2 separate regions of the Zea mays genome follow, and region 1 is linked to region 2. The links are chromatin contacts, called in public Hi-C maps. All regions are on one chromosome and are shown on one strand. Each heading gives the region's core, a stretch centred on a gene start, on an enhancer-like site or on the middle of the called end of the contact. The rest is flanking DNA. Distances are from core to core; before and after follow the strand shown.

What was found. Hi-C and Micro-C count contacts between places; a contact is called where the count stands out from the background.
Region 1: a contact with region 2 is called in a Hi-C map of bundle sheath, with 2.5 times the contacts expected there. The contact joins two enhancer-like sites. A contact is called at or near these places in 5 of 25 Hi-C or Micro-C datasets (bundle sheath, ear, endosperm and 2 more).

What each region holds. Positions count from the first base shown.
Region 1 is chr5:151,738,303-151,744,968 of Zm-B73-REFERENCE-NAM-5.0, forward strand. It overlaps the pseudogene LOC103628555. Among protein-coding and RNA genes, the nearest start is that of LOC103627040, 150 kb to the left of the region's middle. Within about 2 kb of position 4,604, at least 20 of the 20 cell types and tissues checked have an H3K27ac peak or open chromatin away from gene starts, as enhancers often do. A contact at or near this core is called in bundle sheath, ear, endosperm and 2 more, where this site is marked.
Region 2 is chr5:151,594,928-151,601,813 of Zm-B73-REFERENCE-NAM-5.0, forward strand. No RefSeq gene overlaps it. Among protein-coding and RNA genes, the nearest start is that of LOC103627040, 6.9 kb to the left of the region's middle. Within about 2 kb of position 4,299, at least 17 of the 20 cell types and tissues checked have an H3K27ac peak or open chromatin away from gene starts, as enhancers often do. A contact at or near this core is called in bundle sheath, ear, endosperm and 2 more, where this site is marked.

The DNA.
Region 1 (6,666 bases), core at 3,354-5,853, 140 kb after region 2:
TGATCATGTTCCAATTATGCTGTTGTTTAATTATTGTTCATGACAAGATCATTGTGTTAATTGGAACATGGAGCTTAACTTGAGATAACAGTGCTACCACAAGGGTGGAATGGGACGCCCTTGGCCAAGTAATTAGGAAAGCTAGGGAGAGATTACCTTACCCAGAAGGGGCAAGCAGGGAGGCATCACTGCTAGAGTATAGGGAGGTCCTCGGGTCGAACTTTCTGTGAAGCTTTTCGGACGAGGGATTCCTCTACTTCCTTCGTCCTGAATCCGTAGCCGGGCTTTCTCGAACTGGTGGAACTTTGGAAAGGAGTGGTAGTGCTACCCTGCCTCATTTCCTCGGTAGAGGTGTATGGGGTCCGATCAACCCCATGGCAAATGGGTAACACGACTTGTGGGTAAAGATGTGCAACCTTTGTAGAGTGTAAAACTGGTATATCAGTCGTGCTCACGGTCAAGAGAGACTCAGGACTCTCGCATGATTAATTTATGGAACTAAACTTCAGGACTCTCGCATGATTAATTTATGGAACTAAACTTAATCTGTCATATACATTGCATCGCGGGTGTTTTTATCAATTGTGATCTCTTATTTAATTGGGTTGGTATCTACTTATACCTAGTAACTGCTAATAAAATTTTGATCAACTTTAAAAGCAATGCTCAGCTTTAACCATCTCCTTTGGTAAGCCTTACACTTCATATGAGCTCCCACCCTTGGTGAGTTTATGCACATTATTCCCCACAACTTGTTGAGCAATGAACGTATGTGAGCTCACCCTTGTTGTACTCACATCCCCACAGGTCAAGAATAGGTACCACTGGACGAGGCGCATGAAGTTTGCTATGATGAGTTCGTGAGTGGTAAAGGTCGTCGTCTCCCAGTCAACTTTGGGTTGTTGGATCATTGTCTTCGTATGATGTAATTATTAAACTATTTTGTATAGAACTCAATTATATATTAAAGATGTGACATTCATTTCTATACCATGAATCATCATATGTGTGAGAGTTGATCCTAGCACACTTGGTGAAGTTCGCGCCCGGGTTTTGGACCCAATGAATCTGGGTGTGACAGAAGTGGTATCAGAGGAATGTTGACTATAGGACGTAACCTAGATAGAACTGGATAACGCTTTCCTACTTACCTTTGCTACTCTGATTTATTCTGAAGTTTTCTTAATCTTTTCTCAATTATTGCTACTTTACTCTATTTATTCTTACCTTTTCACCTCTAAAGACAAAAGCGGATTTCACACTTTAAAATCTTGTACCGAAAGTGACCTTTAGGAATAGGAGACCTAATCTTAGGAACAAAAACAAAATTATTTTGTAAGTATCTATACGCTTGAATGTTTGTTCTTATGATAACTGTTTGATTTGGTTCTTTGATTGAGTGTTGTGGAGTAATGTCCACAATTGCATCTGCATATACCTCTAGGCATAGAAAAAAATATTTATAAAATAACTAGACAACCTAGATTATCCCCCATTAAAATGTAGCTAGGATCACATATCTATCTTAGTAGATTCTATCTTATCCATGGAGATTCATCTTATAAGCATAGTTAACCCGACATAGACGCAAAACAACAGATCAATGCTCTGCCTAAGACCCTTCAATTTATGACTAGCTACTAGGCTACCTGTTCTACCTACTAAATTATTCCCCTTGCAAAACTATCTTACCATATGTCTCTAACCCAGATGGTTAATACCAGGAGGGGAGGAGGTGTTGATCTACTCACACGAATTCATCGAAGAAGGGTTGTAGCTAATCCAGAACCAAAAATGAATCCCCTAAATCCCCCGCCTGTTGATGACGTGGCTGCTGCTCAAATGCGATTACTATAACAAATGGCAACACGATGACGGAAATGCAAGCATAGATCTATCAAGAACGATAGAAAATACGGCAAGAACGTCAAGAAATGCGCCAAAAATGGTAGGAACGACAGCAACTACCACCTCCACCACCACCAGCTCCACCCAGGGATAAGCACCAGGAGTTTATGAGTCATAAGCCACCGACATTCTCCAACTTCTCCGACCCACTGCAAGCTGACGACTGGCTAAACTCCATGGACAAGATGCTCAACATAGCCCAGTGTACTGATAGGGAGAAAGTGCTATATGCATCGGGTCACCTCACTGGCCCTGCTGCAGATTGGTGTGATGCATATTGCGATGCTTACGCCGCTGCTAACACCATTTCATGGGCAGAATTCTCCACTCACTTCAGGAATTACCATATTCCTACTGGTCTCATGAAAATAAAGAAGGAGTTCCTATCCCTCAAACAGGGAGGCATGTCCATAAGCGAATACAGAGACAAATTCATCCAGCTATCCCGGTATGCTCCTGGTGAGGTCTATGATGATGAGAAAAAGCAACAGCTCTTTTTAGAGGGTTTGATCGGACCACTACAATACCAACTAATGACGCACACATTCCCATCCTTCTAGAGAATGCTAGACAAAGCTATCGCTCTGAAGCACATGAGGGTTGAGCTTGGAGAAAAAGGAAGGCTACTAACTAGGGACAGGCTAGGAGCAGTACCCGTCCCCGTTATACTGCACCCCAAGGCACACCAACTCTTTGCAGTTCCGGGCAACAGACTCAACAGACCTAATCACCTCCTCCACAAGCAAACACATCATCAGGACTTGTTGCTCCTAATACATCAAGAAACAGGTCATGCTTCAAGTGTGGACAGACTGGACATTATGCTAACTACTGTCCCAACAGGGCTACTTACACCACTCCAGCTCCGATGAACAAGGTCAGGCCTCAGGAGGCAAGAGTCAGGCCTTATCCGTCAATCGAGGTCAGGTCAACCACGTGGAAGCAGAAGCTGAACTTAGTGAACCCGAAAACCCGGAAGAGGTGCCGATTGAAGGTGAAGAAGCCGGTGAAGAAGTCAACGAGCAACAAGATTATAGTATATATATATATATGTTTTAAGTAATATTTGTAAGACCTAAATAATACCTTAGGTAGTAGTTAGTACTTTATTATTTTAAGAATAGTAATAAGGTCTATTCGTCCCTATGTGTTAGTAATAAGTTATGCATCGTGCTGAGTTCTTTATTGTGCATATGTTTTGAGACAAGATAGTGTTACATTCATTTCTTACTAATCTCGAGGATGAGATTATTTTTAAGGGGGTAGAATTTGTAACACCCAACATCTTAACTGGTGAATCAAGGAAATGCTTTAAAATAAATAATAATATAAATAATAATATAAATAATAATATAAATAATAATAATAAATAAAGTACCCTTGATAAATGATGGAACTTTTGAATTCACCTCTTTCTAAAAGTAAATGGTCATAATAAAATAATATTAGATAAATCAAACCTTAATAAAGATTAGACATTGAAAATGTTTTTCTATCAAAACAAAGGAATATGAATTTTGGAATCTATCTTTAAACTGACCACACAACCAAAATCATATTCTATGGAAATAATATGGTGTGTATTTCATTACCTAAATAACATAATAATAATAAATAAAGTAACTAAATAAATAGATTAGTGCACATCATACTGGAGGTCTATTTGTGCATCTAAAATTAAGGGTTTAAAATTCAGACTTGAGTTTGATTTGAAATTGAAATAAGAAAAATAAAATCAGAAAAAGAAATATAAAAGAGAAGCAACTGTGCCTGGGCCAAAACCCACGATTCGGCCCACTTATCGGCGCCGTGTGGCCCAGCCGTGCGCGCGCTTCTGGACGTCCCTTTACATTGACATGGAGGGCCCATGTGCCAGACTCGCTCCTTACCGCACGCTACCCACTGACAACCGAACCCCACGAACCATGCCTCCCTCTCCAGCGCTGCAGCGACCGGAGCTCGCACAACAGACCCCGCGCAGATTGCGCGTGCCGTTGCAACCAACTCGGTGCGCTAGCTGCGTGGTGAGTCGGCATCGGGGTATAAAGACGGGGCTACCCTCGACGACCATCGCGGCCGCGACACCAACCAGACCACCATGCGCCATACCCAACGGAAACTAGGCCACTGCGGCTACCTCTCGAGCTCGCTATCGCCAGCGTTCATGGAAGGGCTGGGAAGGACCCCCATGCCATGTGGATCGTGCGCGGGCAGCTAATCAGGCTCGGGGAGTCGGAGGTCGGCGACAATTCCTCACCAAGAAATCAGCGCCGCCGTAGATCCGCCGAGAGCTGAGGCCAGCAACCTCTGTGTGCAAGATTCTCGGTAATCTTCCCCTCCGTATGGTCGCAGATGTCTCCTCTTCGCGTAGCTGCGGTCCAATTTATGTGGGCGTGCGTGTGTGCCCAACGTGCATCGCTCCGGCGAGGCCCCGTCTCTACGACCTCTGCACCGCCGTCATAGGTGTCGGGGTTGGGGAAGAGTGGGGCGACCGTGGATCTTCGGTTGTGCGATTCAGATTAGATGTGGGCAGATCCGTTAAACGATGGGGTGGAGTAGATCAGGCCAGCACTAAATCCCGGGCATAGATCTTGAATCCTACAGTGGCTGTCTTATATCGAGTTGAGCTTAGATCTGGACTGCGGATGTCCGATCGAACAACGCTGATCAGACGAAGTCTACCGGTTCGCCTAGATCTAATCAGTGCCCTAAATTCTAGATCGGGCGGCTGAGATAAACCAGTACCCCTTTAGCTCGGCCAGTTTGCTAAAGAGCCCCTGTGGAAATTGTGAATTAACCCGCAGTCCATCCCTATATTAGGATCGTTACATAATTGTCCAAACATTTGTAAAAGTAACCTTGCGCTCTTATAAAATTGTGGCCGCAACCCACTGGTCTCGGTTAGTTGGTAATAATTAATTTAAAAAAGATATTTGATATAGAAATAAATCTAGAAATCTATAAAATTCATGATTCCTTTATTTTAACTCCAATTTAATTCATTCCAGTTGCATTAAATTTATAATAACATTGTTTATCATCTGGTAACCTTAGTTTGTTATGAAACCTAGATAAAAAATGCACTTAGTTTCTTTCATATCCAACACTTAAATCTTCAGAAAACCATAACTCTTTAACCGTAACTCTAAATTTAGTGGTTCTCGAACCTAGGTTCTCGCTACAACGCATAGATCATTATTATGCAGTTTGTTCTTATGTTTAGTGTGATGTTAATTTTGCCTATACCATGTTTGTTTGTATTGCTACGAATAGCAGCATGGTTGCAAATCACTTGAAGACCAACTGAGTACCTGGGAGTCTCGAGTCTAAGGCAAGTTGTGCCCTTGATCACTCTTCTTTACCTAATAATGTTCTGGTTAATCACTGTGACATGCTCAGGTTAATTTGGTGGGACCTAATAGGTTTCCCAAGCCTTGCAAACATATGAACTATTGGGTAGATTTGGTTTTGCTCTACCTGGTTTTGGGAAATTAATGTTATACTGTGATCATGTTCCAATTATATTGTTGTTTAATTATTGTTCATGAAAAGATTATTGTGTCAATTGGAACATGGAGCTTAACTTGAGATCACAGTGCTACCACAAGGGTGGAACTAGTGGAACTTTGGAAAGGCCTCGTTGTGCTACCCTGCCTCTCTTCCTCGCTAGAGGTGTATGGGGTTTGATCAACCCCGTGGAAAATGGGTAACACGACTTGTGGGTAAAGATGTGTAACCTCTATAGAGTGTAAAACTGGTATATCTGTCGTGCTCACGGTCAAGAGCGACTCATGACTCTCTCATGATTAATTTATGGAACTAAACTTAATCTATCATATGCATTGCATCACGAGTGTTATTATCAATTGTGATATCTTATTTAGTTGGGTTGGTATCTACTTATACCTAGTAACTGTTAATAAAATTTTGACCAACTTTAAAAGCAATGCTCAGCTTTAACCATCTCCTTTTGTAAGCCTTACACTTCACATGAGCTCCCACCCTTGGTGAGTTCATGAACATTATTCCCCGCAACTTGTTGAGCAATGAACGTATGTGAGCTCACCCTTGCTATACTCACATCCCCCCAGGTCAAGAACAGGTACCACTGGACGAGGCACATGAAGGATGCTGTGATGAGTTCGTGAGTGGTCTAGGCTGTCGTCTCGCAGTCAACTTTGGGTTGCTGGATCGTTGTCTTCGTATGATGTAATTATTTAACTATTTTGTACAGAACTCCATTATATATTAAAGATGTGACATTCATTTCTGTACCGTGAATCATCATATGTGTGAGACTTGATCCTAGCACCCTTTGGTGAAGTTCGCGCCCGGGTTATGGACCCCTTCAATCCGGGTGTGACATGCACAATCGAAGGTGGACAAGGCGCCCTGTATGTATGACCAGATGGGGCTGCACTACTTCAAATCCTGCACCATCAGGGGCATGTAACACCCCGAGATTCACAAATACCCCAGAATGCTACTAAACTACACATCTAACATTCATATATAAAATTTCGACAACATCTCCTTTGAAAATTGCACAAATGGGGAAGCAACAAAATATAAATAGATATCATGATAAGAAAACATAATAGACATTAATAATCTGCTAGCAATGGGAACACAACCATAACGACATGAACTGAATTAACTAGTGCGCACGACTAGTTAAAAACAAACATCCTTTGACAAGAAGTTTCTAATTAAATCATGATTGCGCCTAGGCATCGTTATTATGAGAGTGAAGGTGGA
Region 2 (6,886 bases), core at 3,049-5,548:
TAATATATTCTTAGATGAGGTATATATGGTAATCCTTATAGCATACACACTCAAGCCGTGGACCTTATGTATTGAAAATAATTATTGTGTGTATGTGCGCGCCGAGACACCAAAATTCATGAAGCTACACAAACAATCTTGTCAGTAATTCTACGACATGTGGGCTCCTTATTTATTTTTCTTGTAGGGGAAAATAACCATCGCTTATTATACACCTTTTGTGTAGTCACTGGTCAAGAAGAAAAAATAGTTGTTTTGTGAAGAACAGTCCAATAAAGTCTCAGTGTTTGCCAGTTGCCTCAGCAAGGCATTTTGTCCATTAACGACCAACTCCAATTGTGATGCCATTTTAGGGGGCACCTTCTCCATCTGTAGCACATCAGCAGCCCTTAATGGTGAATGCACTTGCTTGCATATATCTTAGTTCTTGTCTGTTATTTTGAATTGCATGTTCCTGGAATTAAGTTTAGTTTCGTATCACATTATCATTTGCAGCGGGCACGACACGTGAGCGAGCGAGCATGCGGCTGTGCGGGTGTGCGGGGTGCAAGGGCGACGGCGCAGCGCGCTACAATATAGGCAAGCATCAGCAAACGATCTTTGCATCGGTAATATCAGTTCTCAATTGAACTTTTTATGACATAGGAGCATACTGTGTTATCAGTCTAAAGCATCTGATCCAAATGTGTGTAATTTATTTACTCACACAAATTACTTTTTTGCGGTACCCAAGTTCTGTATATTTCTTTTTGACTGGTCAAATTCCAGGATGTTCATCCCTTTTAGTTTTGACAAGATTTGAATGATTAAGGATACATTTTATTTTTATGGTCATCGTTATAAAAATTAATACTATTAGTGTTATATAGGATGAGGACCAGGTTTTGGAACAAGCTCGTGAAATCTCTATAAAAGATTTTAGCTCTCATGAACTGTTAGAGGGTATCACAAGTGAAATGTCATCCATATGATAATAATTAGAACTAGTCCACTGAGTGTTTGAGTATTTTTCTTGGTGTGTGGTATTAGGTGCAAATGGGTAGGCGTGGCACCTTTGTGCAAAAAAAAGTGCATTACCATCACTAGTAGCCAATAATTAATAGTAAGTGAATTTCAGCATCATGAAAAAATTGGAAAATGGGAAACTTTCCGCTAGAAATGTATATGGACTTTTTTGCGCTCACAGCTAGTTGATTGGAAGTACATTAAGTCCTAAGCTCTACTAGTTGATGGAATATGAATGCTCCATTTTTTATACGTGTCTTTTGGGAATAAAACATTGTTACATTAGTTTTCCTAACAGTCTGTTTTTCTTTTCAAGTTTGTGCATCAAGAATACTTTTTTTATCAGAGTTCACTCGAGAAATGCAAGAATTAGGATAGGCCAATTAGATCTTTTTATTGGTGTATCCTGAGTTTCCTCTGATAAGGGTCCTGTGTCACCACCTGGGTCAATTTTACTAAACATTTTTTGCCATCAGCCTTAAATACATACTACAAAGTCTGATTTACGCTAAAATTCTACACATTTACGCTGTTTGGTTCACATTTACACTGAAATCCGTACGAGCCAGAAACAGGGCACAATCGGATATGCGCGATTTTTATACTATAATTTTGGGCACCATTCGTCGTTATGAAACCGGTCGATGATTTACGATAAAATTTTTATATTTATGAAGTTTTGGTTCACGTTACGCTGAAATCCGCTCGAGTCATAACCTGCGTACGATTTTCATGCTGTAATTTTGGGCACCATTCGTCGTTATGAAACTGATCGATGATTTACGATAAAATTCTTATATTTATGAAGTTTTGGTTCATGTTATGCTGAAATTCGCTTGAGTCATAACCTGCGTACGATTTTCATGCCGTAATTTTGGGCACCATTTGTCGTTAAGAAACAATTTGATGATTTACGCTAAAATTCGTACCCATTTACGCTGTTTTGGTTCACATTCGCCCGAGATAGAACCCATGCACGATCAGATGCACGCTATTTTCACGCCGTAATTCGAGCCAACCCAAGTCGTTATGAAACAAATTGACGATTTATGCTAAAATTTATACCTATTTACTCTGTTTTGGTTCATGTTTTACATTGAAATCCGCCCGAGCCAGAACCTGCGCATGAATGGACGTGCACGATTTTCATGCCGTAATTTCAGGACCCATCACTGTTACGAAACATCTCTTCGATTTATGCTAAAATTTATACTCATTTATGCTATTTTAGTTCACGTTTTACGCTGAAATCCGTTCGAGCCAGAACCCACGCGCGTACAGTCGTCGGAGTATAACTGACTAGGGCTTCCCGTACTAATGGAAGTCCTGGGCTTCCATTAGCTCATCCCTATATATATACCCCTTGATGTACACGACGTCCTCCTACCTTTGACTATTCTTTGAGCTTCGACGAGCCGGATGCCACTGCGGTAGCGTGGCTCGTTCGACGGTGGCCTCCTCCAATCCGGTGGCTTTAGGGCATACCCCAATAACGATATCATCTGATCCATGTGTTATGCATCCTATGATATTTTTATGTCGACCACTACAATTTTTATGCATTCCATTTGAGGATTTCATGATGATGAAAATGTTGTCTATCATCTGATCCATGTGTTAACCACTAGCCTTATGTAGTGAATCAACATTTACGCAATATCTAACATTAATTTATGCTCAAACTTGAGGATTTTTACGGTCGTCACATCAGAGTTATCAACATCTCTCACGTTGGCTAGATATTTACGGTGATAACTGAGGATGTTTACGCTCAAACCTGAAGTGCGTACTGCCACCAGCGTCCCACATGCACAATAAAAGAGAATCACGTGATTTATAATATCCATAAATGTCATAAGAAATCATCTTGTTGACCATTGTAACAACATTTATGCCATATCCGACATTATTTACGCTCGAACGTGAGGATTTTACGCAAAACCTGGGGTGCGCACACACAACATCCTGCATGAATATTTTTTGCATGCACATCAATTTTAGGATATGCTATAATTTTTGGACCTGCTTTAATTTTTGGATCTGAAACAACACATGCCATAAAAATTGAAAACCGCATGCACGCTTGTTCCTTCCATAAAAATAGAACCTCGCATACGAGTATAGATGGCCAATAAGCACGAGGCCCACGAGCCTGGGACGAAACCTGCTGTTTGGGCCCAATCCGAGCCCGGCACGACTCGGTTCTATACGGGTCCGGGCCTAGCCTGGCATTGGTGGCGTGCCGGGCTCATTCCAAGTTTTAGGCCCGCCGGGCTAGCCCGAGCACGGCTAGTTTCTAAACGGGCTAAGACTCGACCCGTTTAATAAGGCAAACATTGCAAAAATAGCTCTATTTTTTATTTAATGCCTATCATTTATATGTGAAATGTGTATTATTTGTAATTTATGTTATTGTATTTAGTTATATCCTTCAATTACTATTTATAACTATGTTCAATTTTTATGGTGATATAATTTTAAGCTTGATTTATGCGTTGGCGGGCTCATGCAGGCACAGTGAATATTTTCGGGGCGAGCTTAACGGGCCGGCCCAGCCCGGTTGGGCTGTTCCTCAAGGAGTTACTAGGCATGACACTTGAGAGAAAAGTTGAATTTGCCATAGAGCTTATCCCAGGAACCGCCCCCATTTCTAGAAGAGCCTACAGAGTATCCGGACCGGAGTTGGTGGAACTCAAGAAGCAGATAGACGAGTTATTGGAGAAAGGCTACATCAGACCCAACACCTTGTAATACCCAACTTTTGTAATATAAAAGAAAAGGAATAAATCTTTATGTGTATTTCCTTCTATTTCATGAGAATCATTAAGGGGCATATTTAAAGTGAATAATTCTCTAATAAAACATAAATGACCCGTGCATCATGCTCGAGTTTAGTTTGTTTGTGCATTTAATAAAATAGTAAGATGGATGAAAGTATAATAATAAGAGGAGAATTTGGAATTAACTCAAAGGTGCAAATTAGGAAAATTGGAGATAATAAAGAATGATAGAAATACTATACAAAACAAAATAAATTTATGAATAAATACATTATTCCCATACTATGTTCAACCAAACATTTAATGTGAAGATGAAATTGCCACAAACTTTGGATTTAAAGGGGAAATTGAAAATTGAATTTGGGAAGAAAGAAAAGAAAATAGAAAATAAAAAGAAAAAAGGAAACTGGCGATGGGCTCAATTCCCTGCTTGGCCCACCTTGCTCAGTACCGCGTGGCCCAAGTCCCATCCCTTGGGCACGACTGGACACTGACAACACGGGCCCGCGGGCAGACGGACCGTGCACCTTACTCTGGTGCAAAAGCGCCGACAAGCGGGGCCGGCTGGTCAGACCTCTGGCACGTGTGTTTCGTGTGAGTCGCTGTGTGGTGGGCCATGGCGGTCAGCTCGATCCGCTTCCTCCCAATAGAATCGCCGAGCATGGCGGACGACGCGGTCGTCGTGCGATCTCACGCGTTCCTGGCCAAGTCGTGCCCCAGATTTCGGATCCGACCCTCTCGAACAAACTAGCTCGATCCTGGACTCCCTCCCCTCTCCAACAAACTAGCACCGACCCTGAGACGACCAACGCCAACTCCATTGCCGCCGCGGTAACAAGAACTCGGTCCGCCACCATCGAACGCAAGAACCACGGGCATTCGGGCGGCCGTGGAGCATTCTGTCGCTGCGTCGGGACCCATAGAAGCTTCGACCGCCACTGATTTCACCGTTGACATCGCCGCGCCTGCACGATTGCTCGTCGGAGGCTGTGCGCTGCCGTGAGGTCGATCAACTCCGTGGACAGCGCCCTACATAGCCCAAACTCTGGTAAGGCCCCTTCTAGTTATTCATCGCACCCTGTATCTGGCGTAGCATTTGGTGCGTGCAATTGGGATCTCTCTGGTGACACGGGCATCGACGGTGGGATGCCGCCATAGGCTTGCCGACGGTGTCGCCGCGTGCGGTAGTGAGATGGGGAGGAAGAAGGGCTCGCGCCGTCAGATGGGTTTTGGATGGATTAGATTAGATGTCGTGCGCCGATTGGGTGTGGAGTGAGTTGGACCGTCTGATCGGGATCGAGGGGTCCGAGTAGATATCTGCGTAATTAAATCTGGGCCATGTATCGCGGATCCGAGGGCGGGTATCGCGTACCGGTTCGCGAAGTGGGCAGATTAAACCGTGCGCTCGCTTGATGATCCAACGGTTCCAAGTGATGCAGCCTAATACACAGAGTAATCTAATCCGAGCCACAAGATCTAGATCCTACGGTTGACAATAGAGAATACCCCTTCGCGGGTACGTTTTACAAAAGGGTCCCAATCCTTTGTACATATAAACCCGCAGTCCACTCAGAAGTCTCCCTGTGTCTCAGTGTTTTCACGAGTTAGCCCCTGACCTATTATGTATTAATGCGCATAGTCCAGAGAGCAGTAAAATAGTGGAAAAGAAATTAGAAAATGGATTTTTAGTTCAAAAATAATTCCAGAAAATTGGGAAATTCATATTTAATTCATTTTAACTCCAAATTGATCCATTCCTATGGCATTTATTTTGTAATAACATTGTCTATCAATTAGTAGCTCTGTTTAGCCATGAAACTTGAGTTAAAATTGTTCATTGGAATTAATCCATTCTAAGTACCTAATAACGTTAGAAATTCATAACTTAATAACCGTAACTCCAAATTTAATAATTCTTGTTCCTATGATCCCGTTACGCAGCGTAGAATATTATCGTGTATTATGTTCTATTGTTTGGTGTGATGTTAATTTTTGCTATACATGTGTGTTTGTATTGTTGCGAGTAGACGAGCCAGCCACTGAGGAGCCGGGGGTTCAGCAGGAGGAGACTGCTGAGCAGGAGCTTGCTGAAGGCAAGTTGTGCCCTTGATCACTTCTTTTTACCCAATCATGTTCTTATTAATCATAATGATCTGCATAGGTTAATTTTGATGGGACCCTTTAGGTTACCCTAGTTTGACTATCTTTATACCTTGTTTACCACTGAATTTTTAGGTAGTACTTGCTATTGCTTTATGTGGTTTTGGGTATGGAGATACATTATTCATGATTACACTTTTATTATTAGTTTATTATTACTGTTCATGTTAGATCATTATGTTAATTGGAACATGGAGCGACCACCCGGGAAAACAGTGCTACCACAAGGGTGCTATGGGACGCCCTTGGCTGATTAATTAGGAAAGCTAGTGGATGACTACCTTACTCGAAAGGGGCAAGGGCAGTAGGGGAGTGGTCAGTGTAGGGAGGTCCTTGGGTTGATTTTGCTGCGATGGCGGTCAGGCGAGGATCCCTGCATTGGAGCTTCCTATAAACTGTAGCGGGTTTTCTGAAGCTAGTGGAACTTTATAAAGGCCTCGTAGTGTTACCCTGCCTTGCCTCCTCGGTAGAGGTGTATGGGAGTGGCCTTCTCTTGGCAGATGGGTAACATGACTTGTGGGTAAAGATGTGCAACCTCTGCAGAGTGTAAAACTTGTATACTAGCCGTGCTCACGGTCATGAGCAGCTCGGACCCTCACATGATTAATTTGTGAAATTAAAGTCAATTTGTCATTTGCATCGCATTGGGATTATTTTACTATTACTTTTATTTATTATTACTATGGTTTGGTATTTACTTCCACTTAGTAACTGCTAATAAAATTTTGACCAATTTATAAAAGCAATGCTCAGCTTCAACCTTTATTTTGTTGATCAGCCTTACACTTCACATGAACTCCCACCTTTGGTGAGTTCATGCACATTATTCCCCACAGCTTGTTGAGCTATGAACGTATGTGAGCTCACCCTTGCTGTCTCACAACCCCCACAGGAGAAAAACAAGTGGTTCAAGAGGAGCCGCCAAACGAGGAATTCGACTT